Linked DNA regions of Sus scrofa: region 1 is linked to region 2. Evidence: chromatin contacts called from public HiChIP or PLAC-seq data. All regions are on one chromosome and are shown on one strand. The core of a region is the stretch at or near the end of the contact, and the rest is flanking DNA. Distances in the headings are between cores, read along the strand shown. Region 1 has its middle 26 kb from the start of MIR9861. Region 2 overlaps CASZ1 (zinc finger protein castor homolog 1).

What was found. HiChIP or PLAC-seq counts read pairs in DNA pulled down with a chosen protein or histone mark.
Region 1: an H3K27ac HiChIP or PLAC-seq map of skeletal muscle shows a contact between it and region 2. The contact joins two enhancer-like sites. A contact is called at or near these places in 1 of 47 Hi-C or Micro-C datasets (embryonic fibroblasts) and 1 of 2 datasets of contacts at active chromatin or transcription factors (skeletal muscle).

What each region holds. Positions count from the first base shown.
Region 1 is chr6:71,087,162-71,091,900 of Sscrofa11.1, forward strand. No RefSeq gene overlaps it. Among named protein-coding and RNA genes, the nearest start is that of MIR9861, 26 kb to the left of the region's middle. Within about 2 kb of position 1,725, at least 8 of the 83 cell types and tissues checked have an H3K27ac peak or open chromatin away from gene starts, as enhancers often do. A contact at or near this core is called in skeletal muscle, where this site is marked.
Region 2 is chr6:70,905,370-70,910,573 of Sscrofa11.1, forward strand. All of the region lies in intron 4 of CASZ1 (zinc finger protein castor homolog 1), which reads right to left. Among named protein-coding and RNA genes, the nearest start is that of CASZ1, 120 kb to the right of the region's middle. Within about 2 kb of position 1,567, at least 8 of the 83 cell types and tissues checked have an H3K27ac peak or open chromatin away from gene starts, as enhancers often do. A contact at or near this core is called in skeletal muscle, where this site is marked.

The DNA.
Region 1 (4,739 bases), core at 475-2,974, 180 kb after region 2:
CTGCCCAGTGTCTCGCCTGCTGGGTGTGGATAGGCAGACCCCAAATGTCCCCTATGGCAGTACGATCTGCAAAAGGCAGAGTGGGACTTGATTTCGATCGCATTGGGCGGTGGGACAGGGCGGTGGGGGGGGGGAAGGTGCGGTGATCAGAGGCTTCCTGGGGCTGTTGAAGTAGATGCTGAGAGTCAAAGACAAGTTAGCCAGGTGAAAGGGGGAGGGCAGTGACCCAGGCAGGGAGACTGTCTTGTGCCGAAGTCCTGTGGTGGAGGGACCATGGCATGTGGCAGATAAAATGCCTGAAAGACGGTGGACACCCTGGGGAAGTCGGCAGGGTCCATTCTCCCTTGAGTCTCCTTGGCCAGCATACAATTTTGGATTTGACCTTGGGGAATTAGGAGGGACGCATATGTCACTGTGCTGCTTTACACAGGTGGCTCCAGCTACGATGTGCAGAACAGACTGGAGTTGGCAGGGGGCTTTGGGGACCCTCCAGGAGCCTCAGGCACTGCTCCAAGAGAATAGGTGGCCGCTCAGACTAGGTGGGTAGGGGCGTTGGAGAGAAGCAGACGGCCCTGAGCAGTGTTTGTGAAAGGATGGATCAGTGGCGCTGAGAGAAGAACAGCGGTGGGAGCCCTGGGGGTGGGGCGTGAGGAAGAGAGAAATCCCCTAGAAGGTGCAGCTTGTTCTCATTCCGCTTGTCTCGGGGGCGGGGAGCAATGGTGGGGCCTCAGGCGTGAGGTGGGCAGCACCCCGAGCTGCAGGGCAGGAACCCGTCACCCTGATCTGCGGCTCCCCAGCTGTGTGTCCGTGGGCTTGTCCCCCAAGTGCCACCAGCTTTCACTTCCTGAGAGGGGCCCCTGGCTCTGGTGCCCTCGGAAAGGGGCAAGGCCCAGGGTCCACTCCTGAGAGAGGGGGACCCCAGCCCAGGCTTGAGAGGCTCTGGGGAAGGTCGGATGGGACGTGCCCACCCACCAGCTGGGCAGCCAGGCTTTCTCCATCTCCACTGGAGCTTGGAGTTGAGGGTGGGAGTCCCAAGGCCCCTTCCCTTCTGATCCCACACCCTCTCCTGTCCCTCCCCTGGGCCCTTCCCCCTCCCCCCGGCACAGCCCCAGGGTGGCCCTCGTTACACCCCCCTCCCAGGCCGGTAACTCAGCCTGGAGCCAGGAGAAGCAGCGGCTTCAAGGTCAGTGGGGAGGAGCTCGCGGGCAAGGGGAAGATGGGGCTGCGATACCCCCACCACTGCCACGAGGACAGGGGGCAGAGAGGGCCCCCTCTGAAGCGCCATGACCCTGGGCTGCAGGGCAGTGGCGGGAGCGAAAGCACAGCCCCTTCCCCCAGCCAGGAGCCTGGGCCTCTGCTCGTATATCTGTCCCTGGATAATGTATATCCAGCTTATGGAAAATATTCATAATGCTCCTTACACCAAACTGGCCCCCTTCCATAGTGCGTGATCTAAAATTAAATCCATTTCAAATATACAGTAGATCGAGTCAAGCTAATATAAATGAAACATGATTAATAGGCAGAACGCCGGGCTGTCCTCCTTTGCAGGGACGGGGAGGCAGGGCTGGGGCCACTCTAACTCTCCCTCCCCACAGCCCCCGGGGCTCCTGCGGCTTCCATGGCCCGGTCTTCACCCCAAACTCCCCTCCCCCCCTGCACCTGAAATATGGCCCAACCCTGGAATTTGCCCAAATGGTGCCAGGCTGCTGGAGCAGAGCGGATAAGAGAGTGGACTTTGGTGTCAGGACAGAGCCGAGACCTGGAGCACATGACCTGGTCTCACCAAGGCTCAGTTTTCTCACCTATACAATGGGAAATCAACAACCCCTGCCTTAGAGGGTCGTGAGTGGTCAGAGAGATGAGAACACAGGCGACCAGCCTCCCAATAATGACAGCGAGCATTGCTAGGGTGTCCCCAGAAGTCTGCTGTGTCGGCCCCCGTGGTAGTGGAGATCTGTACCCCCACCGACCCCCCACCGACCCCCCATCGGCAGAACAAGGACCAGCCAGAATTCCTGCCATTGCAGGAATATGCTGGGTGGGTTATTTTTAGTTCCTTGGCAAGTGACTGTTACTGACCAAATGTTCCCACCACTGGGGACAGACTCTGCTAAGAGGGCACTTGTGTGCTGAGCCCAGGGTGGGGAGGGTGTTTATGGCCGGTCCCCAGGGGCTCCATGTGCGTCCCTGTCGCACACACATTTTGGACCCGGTTTCTGTGGCTGCTGGCGGAGCTGGGGGAGCAGCAGGGCTTGGGTGGAGCAGGGCAGCACACAGGCCCGGCCATTCTCTCTTCCCCGGCTGGGCACGTGGGCGCCACACCGAGGACGCTCCTCGGGTGGAACGAGAAGCAATGTCACCCTTGCTCGGCAAGGAGTGTAGCTCTCGGCCTGCTGGCCAGCACGTCACGTCCCTCCCTCCAGGAAAGACCTGACTTCCACGGGCTGCGTGTGTGTGTGTGTGTGTGTGTGTGTGTGTGCGCGCACGCGCACGTGTGTCACGTGTGTGTCTGGGCATCGCCTTTTGGGTGCTGTCCTGTTCCAGATATGGGTGCCCCTTCCTACTGTCTGGACCCCTCACTCACAGTGCTCCTGGGTGTCTCAGCCCCACACCATAACCCCCATTGCAGGTGATCTTCTGAACTTCCTGTGTCCTTGCCTCACCAGGGGAACCCCACCTTTTGTACAAGCCCCCAAGTCCCGGGTTGTCTTCATCCCTGCAGATACATCCCTACTGCTTGTCGTTTCGTTTTCTCCCCGAGGGGTGGGAAGAAGACAAGCCCCACAGGGAGGGAGGGGATGGCGTTGGCTCTTTCCTTGTCATTGGCCATTTGCTGCCTGCTTCACCAGGCGTGTTTTGAGCATGTTTGCATAAAGTGGATGCAGGCTGCAATTCCGTGATGAATTCTATGAATACTAATCCGCTACTACCCTTGACCTTGGGGTCACCGAAAGATCAAAACCAAACCATTTAATATTTTCCTTTTGCAGATCAATAGAAGCATAAATTCCCCCTCAATGACAAGTATAATTTCAAACAGATCTATAGAAGGCATGCGTGCATTTCCAGCCACAGACACTTGCTGCCTGCCTGGCCTTTTGGGGAGCAGACAAGGAGTTTCTTGCCTTTTCTACCATTGAATTTCTTTTTGCCTTTTTTTTTTTATGGCTCTGAAATGCTATTTTCAGCAGCTGCTGTCATATAAATATCTCTTGTTTTTCTTCTCCTCTTTCCCTCCTGGTGAAAAGGGCAGGGGACCTATTGAAAATTCCGCTTTATCTCTTTCAGTCGGGTTCAAGTACAGGTCGAATAATCGATCCCTCCTCCTTTTCTTTTTTAAGTTTCCTGTCGTTCTTTTGGCCGGATCAGCAGTGGCGAGCAGCTCTCATTTGCAGATCCTCTCAGGTCTCTGTTGCTGGGTTTGTGTGCGGGTGTACGCGTGCACACGTGCTGTCTGGAATTGGGGACGGGAGGGGGGGATGGGGGGGTCACTGAGTGTGTGAGTGGACCTTTGTGCCCACGACCATGGACGCTCCTGCGAGTTCAAACTCTCATCCAGAACTTGAGGAGGGAGGAAATAGAAAATCCTGAAAAAGTTGAAGGCTGGAGCGGGCATTGTTAACCCCTTCAGTTCCCAGGCAGAGCCGGGATGGGACTGGGTGGTCTCCCAGCTGACTTTCCAGGCTGCAGCTTCGCGTGCACCTCGCCAAAAGCCTTTGTATGAACACAGCACTGAGAAGAGGGGGAAGTTGCAAAAAGAAGAAGGGAGGGGGGAACACAACAAAACAAAACTGGAGGCCGAGGGGGAAAAAAGCAAAAGAAAAGAGAAAGAGAATTAAACCATTCATCTACCCAGATTTTCCACTTCACAGAGTAATCAGTTTGGAAGTGATTGAAACAAAGTGGAAGGCACGACTGTCACCCCCGCCCTCCGGTCCACGTTCCTTATTTACAGAAAAAAGGGGGTCTCCCTGCCCCCCCAAAAGGCCCCCATGTCCGCCCCAGTGAGGGACAAGGACCCCAGCCCTCTACTGCAGCTGCCCGATGCCTTGACACCCGGGCGACGGCTGCCCTGAGCTGGAGGTGCAAAGCCAAGATGATTTAATTTATAGAAAGGACAAGGATGTCGTGTAGCAGATTTAATCATCGGAGAGTTTAAAAAAAAATAAGGACCGGGCTAATGTCGTAATTTACATTTCAGGATAATAAAGAGAGAAAGACAGAAAAGGAAGGGCCCGTAGCAGCCTGCGAGAGGCCGAGAGGAGGGGAGGCCGACCAGGGGGCCGAGGGAGCCCAATAGATTTGCCTGAAACACCAATAAATTTTAAAACAAACCCAGAAAGCTAAAGACAGCCCCTGGAAAGTGCTGGGAAAATGGACCATCGATTTTAGGCTTGATCTGCATTTTGTATTTTAATAATGCTCTCTCTGTCTTTCCTTTTCTCTCTCTCCCTCTCTCCCTCTCTCTCTCTTTTGCAAAATATAAAAGCTGATCTGATAAATATTAATTTGAACCATCATAATGTATTTGAAAATTCCAGCTAAAATGTCACCACATGGAACATTAATGTAATATTTCAAGGCCCTGAGAGCAATACTCATATTGATTGCATTTATTTCACTCTAGGGACGAGAGATAATTCTTCAGTGTGGGACACATCTGGGAGCCAAGGAGGCAGGGGCTGAGGGGAGAAATGCGAAATTATATATGGTCATAAAAAATACAAAACAGAAAA
Region 2 (5,204 bases), core at 317-2,816:
TGATGCATGAGGACGCAGGGGCACGTGGGCTAATGAGCTGTGGGACAAAGCTGGCAAGTGACAACAGCCTGACTCCACTTGAGAACTGCTGCCCCACCCCGTGGCCTGCCGGAGCGGGGAGACAGAGCCGCGGGCCAGGTAGCAGCCACGCTGACCTCTTGCCTCCTGTCTCAGCAGCACCCGGCTGGCACCCTTCCCCACCTGGGCATCTCACCCCCAGCAACCTCTCTGCCCAGCCTGGTCCCTGGGCCCCGCCCAACTCTAACCTCTGATCTTCAGAAAGCCCTGGAATCTGCTGCACCCCCACCGAAGGCCTCTGTTTGCCCTCGTGAGCTCCTCTGGCCATTTGCTATGGGCTCCCCTTCTCCCCAGGCCTCACACAGGGCTGTCCCAGGGCCAAGCTCCTCACGGCCCTCCAGGGGCCACGCATCTCCGCCGTGGACATCCCTCTGCCCTCTTCGCCTTGGCCAGCTCCTGCAGGCCCGGGAGGCCTGGCTGGTCCAGGACGCCCACGCTCCAGCCCCCGAGAAGTTACAGCTCAACAGGCTGGGATTCCTTAAACTCCCAATGGAAAGCCCAGAAGCTGCAGTCACGGAGCTTCGTCCCTGAATATGCAAACGGCTCCCCTCGTGGCTGCTGAGCGGGCCGCCCAGGGTCCTGGTGGCACCTGGAAAGACCACCCACCACACAGCCTGGGACCTGCCACAAAGGCCAACAGAAGCGGACACCTGCACCTGTTTATCTGTCTATCTGTCCATCCATCCGTCTATCTTCCCATCCATTTAGTGAACTCTTACTGTGTGCCAGATCCTGCGGTGGCGCCAGGAGCAGGGCGGTGGCCACGGCAGGCACAGTCTTGGCTCACACTCCCTCTGTGCATGGGGAGCCTCATTGAAGCCTCTCGGGGACAGGGCTCCCTCGGGCATCCCTCAGCAGTGGGGTGGGCATGGCCGGGTCCCCACACAGGTCAAAAGTCTAAGTGAGGGCAGGGGCTCTGCTCCCAAGTCCATGGTCAGAAGAGGCTTCACTATAATGGATGGAGACCCTAAAAACCCACACGCCTGGAAGCCACAGAGAGGCTTCTTCAGAGAGCAGGGGCCACACCTATGCCAGGACCGCAGACTTAAGCAGACCTGACTTGTACACACAGACGGCTGGCCCTTGATACCGACAATGGCCAGTGGCCCCAGATCCTTGCCTTGAAGCTGCCGGGGCGGATGGCCTTGCTTGGTCCAGGGGAGCCCAGTGAGCCCAGTGAGCCCAGCCCAGCCCCAAGGAGGATCTGCTTGGTTCACTTCTGTCCTCCTAGTCCTGTGGCACTGTGGCGCTGGCTCTGCCCAGCCTCACCGTCACCCTAGCCTGGTGCCCACTCTACCCACGTTTGTCCACGTCCCAGGTCTGTGCTGCCCACACCCAAGTCCCCAAGCCTCGTGCCGGGTTCCTTCTCACAGCTCAGGATGGGGCCCCTCGCCAGGCGATGCGACCCCAGGTTTCCTCCAGCAGGCCTAGGGAGCAGGCCTCACCTGGCACCCTTGTCCCCTGCCCTGGTGGAGAAGGGAAAGCTGGGAGTGGGGGAGCCTGCTCTATTTTTACCGGGAGGTAAGCAGCCAAGTGTGTATGGCAGACGGCAAATGAATCTATAAATATTTATCCCAAGGAAGAGGGAAGCAGAAGCTCCCAGGGCTGCACTTGCTGCTGGTGACACCCCCTCCCCGGGCCCCCACCCATCCTGGAGCCTCCTGGCACTTGGGTCCACCCGGCTCAGCCCACCCTCTCCTGATCTCGGCTGCGTGCCTGGCTCAGTCCCTCACGGGCCCCCACCAGCTGCGGTGCAGCTGTGCACCCAGTGCCCACCCCCCACCCGCAGGCCCCTTTGCTCCGCCCACGCCCCCTACACCTGCCCTCCAGCTGCTGCTCTGCCCCAGCCCACCTGCCTTCCAGATGTTGCCCTCCCTCTGACTCTCCTGCCGCTCCCAGGGGTGGAGGTGGAGAAGGCGTGTGGGCCTAGGGTGCAGGGGACGAGGCAAAGGCACGCCTTACTCCTAAGTGCAAACGCGGGTGCGCCTGGGGCTGTGAGGAGGGGGCTGTGGAGGAGCTGAGGTTCAAGTTGCCCGCCCGCCCGCCTTCCGGCCTACCCCCTCCATCAGGGCCCTGGGGCCTGCAGACGAGCCCCCTCATGGTCTGACCTCAGGCTCCTGTCCACGTAAACATTCTCTTGACTTTCCTCCCTAAAATATAAACGCCGCGGCCAGGCCTCAATGGGAGGAAGCCATCCGTCCCCGGCCCTGTCACTGCCCCTTTCATCTCCTTCCCGCCACCAGGCTGCCCGCTGCTCTATTTACACTGGACACTTCCTCTGGGAACAATACTGCCCAGGAGGCAGGCTTGGGCCGCAGGGTGGGAAGGGGACTCCCATACTGCTTACCCGGGGAGGGGGGGACACAGCTGTGGTGGCCCCTGCAGGTCTGGGGAGAGGAGCAGGTGGGTATCCCAGGGGCTCCCCTGTCTCCAGCCTCTGGCCCCGGTAGACAGGCTGGAACGAGCCCTGGGAGGTGACCCAGCACCCCAGTACGGGCTGGCCTCTGGGGTCAGACGGTTGTGAGTTCATGGCCTGGCTCTGCCCCTGTGAGCTCTGGGCCCTGGGCCCTGGGCAAGCTTTCTCCCCATGAAGGGGCTGCGGGATTGTAAGGTCAGACGGTGCTTGTCTGCGCCAAGCAAGGGCCTGACCTGCAAGGACCTGGGAAAAGGCAGGTGGGACCACGAGGGGACAAACAAGCACGTGTGATGCCATAGCTGGGCATGAGACCCCTAGACCGGGAAGCCACACCTGACCCAGAAGAGGCGCCAGGACAGGAGAGGCCAGGGGCACCGGGGCCCCTCGCCGCCTGCCAGGGTCTGAGCCTCCCCTCCCCCGGCTGCAAACCCAACAAACCCCCAGCAGAGCGGGTCCTGCTCAGGAGAAAGGGAGGGACTGGACTGTCCCTGCACCTGTTGGGCGCCAGGTCCCCATGCCCCATGAGGATCCCGTGAGGCAGGTACTGGCATCATCCCATTTGACAGAGGAGAAAACTGATCCTGGAGCTGCGAAGACACTCCAGAGCCCAACTCATGAAGGCCGGGGCTCAGCAAGGCGCAGCGTCACCAGGAAGGCTCCGGGTGGGCTCGAGGACCCCGGCCCTGCTGGCAGGGCCCACCTCCTCCTCACCCCCCACTCTTGGTTCCCATAACACGGAGCCCCCTAAAGTGTTAACTGTGATGGGTAAAATGGTGCAGCAGATTGCTACAATAAATAATTTACTGATATTTATAAATATGCAAATCAGCCAGCTTCAGAAATCGAATGAAGGGAGGGCCTCGGGAGAAGCGCCCGTTATGGCAGGAATCTCATCACTCCCTCCAAAGGCTGGAGAAGGCCAGGCTCCTGCCAGCTCCGGGGGGGCACGGGGGCTCCTGCAGCTGCACCTGGGCCCCTCATCTCTGACCCCTGGGGACAAAGCGGGTGTCAGGGACAGCTCCACCCCCTCGCCCAGTTAGGGCCAGGCCCTCCCCTGCCTTGGGCAGCCCGGGCTCAGGGGGACCGAAGGCTCCAGTGCCTGCCACCCATGGCCAGGTCCTGGAGTCGCCTGTCCTGTCTTGGGGGTGGGGGTTAGTCCCCGAGGGCTGGGCAGGCCTGGCAGCCCCTCCCCACCGGTGAGTAATGCGTTTCGGAGCCGGGCGGCCTGTCAGCTACCAGGCTCCGGGTGCTTTATGGGCTCTGCCTGGTGGCTCCGAACTCCCTGGTAGGAAATAAAGTTCTCCCCGCGCGTCCCTTCTAAACATTTCACTCAGTGGAAACGGTGTTTAAGAAAAATGAGGACATATTTCTTCCTAAGGATGCAGTGTCCCCTTTGGGCGGCCTAATGCCCGCTGTATATCAAGAACTGGTGAGGCAGGGGCCAGGCACCCGTCCCCTCGGGCGGGGGTGGTGGTCCAGGGCCCACCCGCCTGCTGCCAGGCGGCTCGGAGGCGGTGGGCACCCCTGGGCCACGCTGGTGGCTGCCCTGGCCCACGCTGCCGAGGGCAATACGGCAGCTGGCACCCTCTGCACGCCTCCCCTGTGCTGGGGACAGTGCTGAGCAACTCAGAGCATCACGTCAGTGATGCCCCAGTATCCCCACATGGCCACCATCCTGTCCCTTTTTCCAGACGACAGAGCAGAGCCTGGCGAGGCGGTCACTGTCACGGTCACCCTGAGTCCGAGCCAGAGCCAGATCCCCAATGGGCTTGGAGGTCTCACCGTCTGAGACCCCGCACTGGCCCCCCATAGCCTCCCAGCTAGGACGGTGGCAGCAGTGTCTGAGCCTCCCCTTCCCCTGCCCCCCAAGAACTTGAACTTGACAGGCCATAAGCCCCAGTGCCGGAGCGCTGTGCCTACATTCATTCAACAAACACTCAGAGATGCTTCCACAGGCCAGGCCCTGGGCTGAATTCTGAGGATGTGACACGAGCAAGTGGACTGTCCTGGTTCCTGCCATCATGGACTGTTCAACTCAGACCACTGGGCAGACGTTCAAGTCACTGCATGTGCGCTCACTGTGGTGAAAAGTCTCGGTGCCACAGGAGTGGCGAGTCTGGGAAGCAGGGGAAGGTCCCCAGAGACACCTGCTCCTGGCCCTGCTTCCCCATGAGCTCCCTCAGGCCTCCCCCATCCCTCCTCCCTCCCCCCACCCCACAGCCCATCTCCAGCCAAGACCTGTCCCCTGGAGGATGTCCCTCCCGCTGGGGCCCAATCCCACCTCTTGCTCGGAAGAGAAGGGCCTCCGAGCTTTGGCGGGTGGGAGGAGAGGCCACTGCTCCCCAGGGCTCTCAGCCAGGTCCCCTGAGCCCCAACAGCCCCAAGTTGGGAAGTGGGGGGGGCCCGGCCACTAGGCTCTACTTGCCCCCCTTTGTTTATTTATTTATTATGATTTTTTAGTCCAGTTAAAAGGTTTACTATCCAGACGTGTCTAAGTGGCCTCACTTAGCGTAAGTAACTCTATAAATCAGGGGAACTGTTAGCATCCACGGCGCAGGCTGGCTATCAATCTCCCCCAGGTCACAGCCAAACAGGAAGGGGAGAAAAAAAAGAGTTACCACCCAGGGGAGATTTAAAACACACACAGACACACACACGGCGCACACACAGAGCGTGTGGGCGCACACACACACACACACACACACACTCG